Linked DNA regions of Mus musculus: regions 1 and 2 are each linked to region 3. Evidence: chromatin contacts called from public promoter capture Hi-C data. All regions are on one chromosome and are shown on one strand. Each heading gives the region's core, a stretch centred on a gene start, on an enhancer-like site or on the middle of the called end of the contact. The rest is flanking DNA. Distances are from core to core; before and after follow the strand shown.

Region 1 (2,700 bases), core at 164-2,663, 1.8 Mb before region 3:
TAAATTTTCATTTATCAAAAGAATCAATTGTTCCCCCTTCCTCTGTGGTTCACTCCTCCCAGAAGGGATCCCGCATTCTTCACTCTTTTCATTTTATGATACCCAACAAAGAACGGGGAAAGGCTACACTGGGAAGAACAGTGCACGGAAATAGAGAAGTGGAGGTCATTTTCTAGTTCCCCGAAGGGGTCTGTGATCCATTGCTATCCTTGTTTTTCTCTTAATAATAGGCTGACCAAGTTGACCTTCTTCTAGGGTCAAATATCAGCAGTTAGGTACTCGATGCAGTGGCCTCAGACAAGGGCACTGCCTGCTCTCGGTACTCGATGAAGGAGCCTGAGGTGAAGACGTTCATCCTCTAACAAGCCATCTGGGACCCTTGAGGCCTTAGGAAAGGAACCCACACTGAAAATCACCTATGTGAGTACAGTAAGAGTAGAAGAAGAGAAAAATAATAACTTGCCTTCCCTATTTAGGCAATAGGCCTGCCTGCAAAAGCCAGAGCTTGGCACTTCTGTATTCCCAAATGTCTCCCTGCCACCCCTTCTCACTTTCCAGTTGTCTCCAGATTTTATTTTGTATCCACTTTAGCTATGAGGTCACAGTTAATCCTTGAAGAATGTGTCTTGCTATAGGCAGAAACCTGATTCTTTCTGGGGACCAAAAGAAAAAAAGAAGACAAAGAAGAAGAAGAAAAGAAAAAAAAAAAACAGTAGACTTTGGGAAAACTGCAGTTGCTTTTGCATGTACAGGGAGAGCTTTTAGAGTCATTAGACTTAAAATGTTCTGTTTGTGAGACTGTCAAAAAGTTACTGCTCCCTGGAGGTTCCCCTAAGCCCCTCCCACTGACTCATGTCAGCTTGACTGCAGCTGCTCAAAAGCATGGGAATTTAAAAGCTTGCCACACAAGTGCAAGAGCTGTTGCCAGAACCGCTGCCACCAGACTGAATGGAAAGTCCCTACTGCAGAAGGTGTGGGGAGGAAGGGCCATCAACGGCAAAGCAGTGGAATGCAGGGTTGATAGAGATAAAAAGAAGCAGGAAGGAAATCACAAGTTCTCGGAGCTGCAAACTATTTCACCCTTTGACCTTGGGAAAGAAAACTCTCAGAACTTCAGTGTCCCTCTTTTGGAGAGGTTTTCTTTGACTTAAACTTTCCCTAGAAGTCAGAACTGATAAGTTGCCCATCATACCACTGGTCTAATATTTTTTTCATCAATGCTCAAAAGAAACTTCAATAGGAAGTTTTACTTTTGCTTTATTGTTATTATTTCCAGCCTAATAAAGTCCCAGCATTTTCCAGGGAAAGTATGTCTTAGCTCTCTGGTCCAGAAGTCCCCAGAGCCCAGGAAACGAGGTAAACAACGGCAGAGCCATGAGGCAAACTCCATTACTGCAGAGTTCTTCTCTTTGCCCCTTTCCACACCCCCTTCTGGAGTTCTGTAATTTTCCCATCTCACGCGTCAAACAGGAACATGATTTCACAAGCATCCATCCAAGGTATAAAAGGGAACATGGCTATTTTTGTCAGTCACTCTACCTTCAGAGATAGAAAGGACGGATGGAGGACGGAGCGGGCAAAGCTGGAGAAATGCTCTCTGGGTGTGAGCATTGATGCTGACTGCTCCCGCGGAGGGCAGGGGTTCAATTCCCAGCGTTCACTTGACAGCTAACAACCGTCTGTAATTCTAGTTCCAAGGGATCTGATACCTTCTGATCACTGAATACACGTGGTGCACAGATACGTGTGCAGGAAAAACACCCATACACATAAAATTAAAGATACAAAGGAAGCCGTTCTCGTGGCACTAAAATCTCCACGGCGTGCTTTATGGGGACTTCCTATTTAAACTGGACATCACAGTCCATCCATAGCTCACAATGAGACATATTGGAGATGGGAATGTAAAAAAAATACTGCAAATTTCTCCAGAAATACCTTTGTTTATCCCCCCCATCCACCCAAATGCAATGGTGCTCGTTATACCTGCTTGCCTACGCTGAAGCCCTTACCCCAGACAGAAACATCTTCAGTGCTTGTGAGAGAAAGCCTGCCTTGCTAGAAATGGTGTCTTCCGGAGCCTTTCTTCTTCTGTTAGGAAAACTTCTGTTAATGCTCTCCTTCCTTAGAGTTGATCCAGCCTGAGAGCACTTCAGACTGAGTCTCTTTCTCATGCCTGGAACCCCATCGCCACCGGCCCATCATCCCTAGTCGCGGCATCCCTAGACGGCTTCCTGCCACTTTGCATTGGGATCTTCATTTGAGGTGGGTCTTGTGGAAAGCCCGACTGATTCATTTTCTGCCAGGTTCCCAGTACATTTCCACAATGATCCGAAACTATTTATAACCGCTTTACTTCCTGGAATGTTTTTGCTGCGCCAAGGAAACTTCTAAAGTTTAAGGACGTCACTTTAGAACTGGCTGCTTGGCTCTGGTCCTACTTTCTTTTTAAATTCTGAACTAACAACAACTACAAAAAAAAAAAGAGCTGATGTTTAAACTGTCTCTATTAAATTGCCTTTCATTTATTTGTTTATTTTTGATAAGATTATGCCTCTTCAGCAAAACTCTTCACTCTCAGAGGACAAAAACTATGCCAGCTATTTACTGGTTTGCTTGTTCATTCCTTGCTTACTGCCACACTCCTTCCTGAGGTCAGCCCATAGCAAACCTACACACAGTGGGAGCACACACAGCAGC
Region 2 (2,700 bases), core at 140-2,639, 1.4 Mb before region 3:
CAAACAAACACACAAACAAAAAGTCCAAAACCCAAAACCAGAACAGAAAGGTTTTCTTACTCGGTTTACTTTTAAAATTTAGGCTATCAGTTAGACTATAAAAATCATACTATTTAATCTTCAAAACTGTTTGTATTTAAGATTCTTGAAAATTTTGGATCCTGGTCAGAAGGAACTCCAGGAAAACATCTGGGACCTAGAATAGTCCCAGTGAGTTGTAGATGCTGAATAACCATTTAATGAAGGCAATCTTGGGAAAGCTTATTTTAATCTTTAAATAAAAACTAAAATCAACTCTAAGAATGAAGGAGACTAAAAGAACTCATATGCTCAAAAGATTGCTCAACTAGTTAAAAACTTGTGTGTGCATTTTATTCTGTTTTAATTCCTAGGTTCGGTTCTTTCTAAGTATCCCTTTGACTTGTTTATATCAAACTGTTAACAAGATCTGCCAAAGATACAGCATAGTAAAAATATCATTAAAACTAGATCTCGCTTTCATTGTCTCTAGAAATCACCCACCATAGAGTAGTCATATACAGCGGGAAATACATAAAACAAAGGATGTGTGTGCGTGTGCGTGTGCGCGCGCGCGCGCGCGCGTGTGTGTGTGTGTGTGTGTGTATTATAAATCTTGGCTATATTGAACCAAGAGGTCTATTTCTAAGGCAGACTGTCGATTGTCATTTTCCCACAAGGTGTGTAATTTCAGCACACCTTGTGTACCCATACAGGTGATTGCCCTCTGACTTTCAAGTGCACATTCGGCTACTTTAGCATAAGGTTTATCTTTGTTTCTGCCTGTTGTATTGATTTTTTTTCTTACTTTCTGAATTTGCTTGCTAACGAGGCAGTCACAATCTCAAAGCATTCTAGTCTTGATAAACTTATCTCGCACTATTTTGGCCTATGTGATGGCTAACCCATTGACAAAAGAAATCTAAGCTGATAAAAGCCTTTCTCGGCCACTTGTTAGCAGGCCGGGCTGTAAAATCATAACACAATGCTCGCCTCTTTCATGGGGCACCACAAGGCAGCGATCAAACCCATCCCTCCTCACTTCCATATCCAGTGGAGTTGTAGTTTATTACCATAACCCTCCCAAGTCAAAAGGACACCAGTTTCAAGCCTGGCAACTTGGTATAGAGAGGGCTTCCTTCCTGACCCCTACTCTGCTGGGCCTCACTACCTGTCTTCGCCCACTGTCTACAGGTCCCGAACATTAGAAAATAGAAAATGTGATGATCTTTGTGTGTCTCTGTGAAATGTGTGTATGTGTGCGTGTGTTTGGGTGTAACGCGCCTCCTGTTTGGCTGCGCCGCCCGTCCGTCACGGCGCGGGCCAATGGCAGGCTGCCTTATATAAAATGAGTGTTTTCAGTCTCTCCGGGTTGCATGTACTGTATGTGGAGCAGTGTACAGTGGAGCGGAGGCAGCGCGGCTCCGCAAGCTCCTCTCCACTTTCCCATAGAGAGCCCCTGACTGGCCGCTGAGGGCGAGCCACACACACGCCCTCGCGCCGCGGCGAGCCCGCGAGGTAGGCGCCCGCCATCCGCAGCCTTCGCAGGCGCTCTCCCGCACTTTCTGTTTTCCTACTCACTTGCGAGCCGCCGGGGCTGCAGCCCGAGGACTCCGCGGCAGGAGCGGCGGCAGCGGCGGCGGCAGCCGGTAGGGTGGACTTGAGGAAGGCGAGGGGAACCCGCGCGTCCGGAGCCCGAGCCGCCACCGGCCGGCGCCTCGCGGGCCACTTTCCCCTCAGCCAAAACTTTGGGTGGCGAGAGGTCGGGCCGAGGGTCGCGGCGGCCGCGCCGGCGGGCCCGGGCCGGGGGGCGCGCGGCGCTGCCCGGCGAGCGCGAGCTGGGGGCCGGGCTGGGGAGGAGTAGGCCAGCCGGTGCCAGGCTGCGTTTGCAGGCAGCACCTCTCGGCGCCCGGGCAGCGCCGCCCGAGGGGGCACGGAGCCGGGGCGCGGGGTTGAGCCGCCCGAGGAAAACAACAACGGAGCGGTCCCCTCACGCCGGCGGGCGGCTCGTGGCCGCCCCGGGAGCCCCAAACTTCAAGGAGGCGAAAGTACGTGGAGGAGCCCCGGGCAGGGCTCGGCTGCCGGGGGAGGTGGGGCCTGAGGAGCCCGGGGCAGGGGTGGAAGGTACGGGAAGGCTGCCCTCGGTGGGTCGGGGCTACATTTGGTGTGTGTGCGACGGTGACCGGGACCGGCAGCCCGGTTGCTCGTTCATCTGCAGAGTTAGGATTTGGGTGTTCCGGCCCCGAGATCGGTGTCCCCCTCACCCCCCACCCCCAGCCAAATGCGCGGCGAGTGGAGAAAGTGCTGTTCCAGTGCCAGAGTAGCCTGGAGGAAGAACAGGGGAGAGGGGAAGAAGGCGAAGAAGGCGAGAGAGGGAGAGGAGGGGAGGGGAGGGAAAGGGGAGAGGGAGGGGAAGAGAGAGAGAGAGAGAGAGAGAGAGAGAGAGAGAGAGAGAGAGAGAGAGAGAGAGAGAGAGAGAGAAACGGGAGGGAAGAGAGGAGGGGGGAGAGGACGAGGGAGGCTGTGTCAGGATTTTGCTTGAATGTGGGATTATGTTGTGTCAATAAGTTTAAGGTGGAGAGAGCGAGGCTGGGGGTGGTGGCGGTGGAGGGGAGGAGGAAGGCCTTGGCTGGTTAAAGACTCATTCTGAAGGTAAGTTATGGCATTGCACGGTCGCGATGA
Region 3 (2,700 bases), core at 106-2,605:
TGCACTTATTCTTAATTCCACACAGTTCTGAAAACAATCCAAATGTATTTTTGGATCCGTGGAACACTTACATAAATATCTACATAAATACTTACACATAAAAAAAGGAGTCCTGTTTATACATACAACCTGAATGAATTGCCCTGATTATCTTCGGTGAATGAAGCCACTCAATATTCAACAAAGAAAACAAAACAGACATAGAAAATAGGCACTTGTGATATCTATTCCAGTTGTCAACTAAGGCTACATCTGGAATGAACTAAATCCAGAAATGGAGGGCACATCTGCCCAGATCTTGAGGCTGGAAGACACAGGCTTCAGACATGGGGCGATGTGCTTTTGATCCAGATCTCGAGGCATAGTGGCCATGAAAAGCGTAGGCCCAGGCAAGGTAGTACATACCTTTAATCCCAGGGGAATGAGACAAGTCTCCTGAGTTCAAGGCCAGCTGGGATTGCAAGTTCCAAATCCAGGTGTGGTGATTCATACCTTTAATCTGGGCTCTACCTCCTACTGGAGGACTACATAAGGACAATGGAAGAGGGAATTCTCACTCTTCTTTGCCTGCTTACACTGACTTTCCAGTTGGAACCTACTTCTTCAGGATTCCCGCTTACACAGATGACCAGCGAAAACAACTAGTGTTGAGGGAGTGAGCAACTACTAGATTCCTGGACTTCCCAGTCACAGCTAGCTTCCCCACTTGTTGGGTTAGTAGGAGCGAAACTTTAAGTCCTTACAATAAATCCACTTAATATAAAGGGATACTCCATAAGTTCTGTGACTCTAGAGAACCCTGACTAATACAGCACCTTAAAAAAAGATCCGGAACACACACACACACACACACACACACACACAGTGCGCTCGCATACACCCCAAAGCCTCCTGGTTTGGGTCCGTACACACACACACACACACACACACACACACACACACACACACTGCGCTCGCATACACCCCAAAGCCTCCTGGTTTGGGTCCGTACACAATCCCCTCCTGGCACCCACTCGTTGCGCACACCCAGTCGCTGTCGCCAGTGCAAGGACAGCGAAGCAGCTGCAGGTCTGCCCAGGGCGAGACCTCCATCTTCCGGCCCCACAAGAAAACAGGAGGGGACCGAAGGAGGGGACACCCACTCGCACCCCGAACCTCCTTACCTCCAAGTGCCTCAGCAGCTGAGTGGCGTTCGCCTCCGACTTAACGGCCTTGTACTGACTGATGCTCAGGAGCAGGGACTTCAAGCAGGCGGTGGAATCCATGCCGACGAGCCGGCCTGTCAGCGACCACCGACACCAGCCACCCTCTGTCTTCAGCGGTCGCCGCGCATTTTTTGATTTTTTTTAAGCCCCACCCCTCTTGCGCCTGGCAGCTTCCTGTTCCGGTCGGACTCCGGAAGTCTGGGAGCAGCGGGTGGGACTGCAGTCGGTGATTGGCAGGGTGGGCCTGGGTTCCAGGCGCTGGGGTTGCGGGAAGGTGGCAGGGAGCCATCCCCTCCCACCCCCGCCGCAGTCCCCCTTTGGCGGAGAGGCCGCGAGGTTTCGGCTGGAGGTCCGCGAACACGCGGGAATCTCGCGAGACGAGCTCGTGCGGGCTCATTCTGTGGAGGGCTTCTGGGGCGAACGGGGGTCTCCGTGCCGCGCGGGCTCGGTCCCCGGGCCTTCCTCGGCCTGGGCGCGGCGGGCTCGGCTTTCCGTGCGTGCCTCAGCCTCTGCCCGAGACACGGCCGCTCCCCCCTAGTCTAGACACGGTGAGGAACTCGGAGCCGCCGAAGCTGGGGGTGGGGGCGTAGGTTTGGAGGCGGCGGGAGAGGGGCCTCAGGTTCTGCGGCCCTGGTCCCTGGTGGCCGCAGGCGACTCGCGCAGGCTAAGACCTGTGGCGGTCGGGGTTCCGTGATGAGGCAGCCGGAACTTTACGGTAGGATTTGTCAGAACCCCCCATAGAGAGAGAGCATCCCGGAGTCGCTCCCGGACGCGTTCTTGTCAGCTTTGATGTCTGTAGGCTGAGGGGCCTGTTCTTGTCTGGCGTGATTATTTTGCACATTTCTGTGGCGTCAAAAAAAAAAAAAAAAAAAAAAAAAAAGAAAGAAAGGCACCGTTGAGAATTTTATTATTATTATTATTTTAATCGGAGGTAATGATGTGCACGGATCTAATAACGAAGTGAGTCAGCAACTGGTTCAGGAGCTTAAGCTAGGTTGTGGGATCGAGTAAATGCCCATTTGACTAAGTTCTTCTGAAATTGTGGGAATTCAGGGAACGTTCCTTTTTGTTTTTTGTTTTTTTCTCGTTTGTATTGGTACCTTTTAAAGACGTCATTTATGTTCATATTAAAAGAAAATAAAAGTAAAGCTAACTGATGGCTGGAAAAAGATTGTGCCGTTGAGATAGTCACATGAGAGTTTGTAGCTAGTGCATTCATTCATGCATTCATTCATTCCATTTTAAACAAACATGTATAACGGGGCTAGGGATTGACTGTCACTCAGAACAAAGATGAGGACGTGGTGCCTGCGGAGAAGCAACCATCTAATAATAGTCCAAATAGGAAAGTACTGTTGGAATTCACTACATAAACGAGGAATGCGTCATCACTAAAACGAAGAGCAGCCAGTTTGCTGACAAGTATTTTTGCACCTTTCTCTTTGTGTCTCTGCATTTTACTGCTTTAGGCTTTTCATGAAGTGAAACCTAAGAG

What was found. Promoter capture Hi-C pulls out the DNA fragments that hold promoters and counts their contacts. Capture Hi-C pulls out chosen DNA fragments and counts their contacts.
Region 1: a promoter capture Hi-C map of liver shows a contact between it and region 3, with 4 times the contacts expected there. The contact joins the enhancer-like site here to the promoter of Cip2a in region 3. A contact is called at or near these places in 8 of 39 promoter capture datasets (the 3T3-L1 cell line, cranial neural crest, frontonasal cranial neural crest and 3 more) and 1 of 115 datasets of contacts at active chromatin or transcription factors (extraembryonic endoderm stem cells).
Region 2: a contact with region 3 is called in a promoter capture Hi-C map of adipose tissue, with 5 times the contacts expected there. The contact joins the promoter of Bbx here to the promoter of Cip2a in region 3. A contact is called at or near these places in 11 of 39 promoter capture datasets (the 3T3-L1 cell line, 3T3-L1-derived adipocytes, the C10 cell line and 6 more), 4 of 484 Hi-C or Micro-C datasets (CD4 T cells, cardiomyocytes, pre-B cells and 1 more), 6 of 115 datasets of contacts at active chromatin or transcription factors (astrocytes, cardiomyocytes, large pre-B cells and 3 more) and 1 of 9 other capture datasets (adipose tissue).

What each region holds. Positions count from the first base shown.
Region 1 is chr16:50,752,039-50,754,738 of GRCm38.p6, reverse strand. No RefSeq gene overlaps it. Among named protein-coding and RNA genes, the nearest start is that of Dubr, 21 kb to the right of the region's middle. Within about 2 kb of position 1,413, at least 101 of the 459 cell types and tissues checked have an H3K27ac peak or open chromatin away from gene starts, as enhancers often do. A contact at or near this core is called in liver and pre-B cells, where this site is marked.
Region 2 is chr16:50,431,078-50,433,777 of GRCm38.p6, reverse strand. Bbx (bobby sox HMG box containing) reads left to right here and starts at 1,389. Exons shown (of 17, transcript NM_027444.3): 1 at 1,389-1,536.
Region 3 is chr16:48,992,843-48,995,542 of GRCm38.p6, reverse strand. Cip2a (cell proliferation regulating inhibitor of protein phosphatase 2A) reads right to left here and starts at 1,355. Exons shown (of 21, transcript NM_172616.2): 1 at 1,164-1,355. The coding sequence starts at 1,265. Dzip3 (DAZ interacting protein 3, zinc finger) reads left to right here and starts at 1,401. Exons shown (of 32, transcript NM_001110017.2): 1 at 1,401-1,753.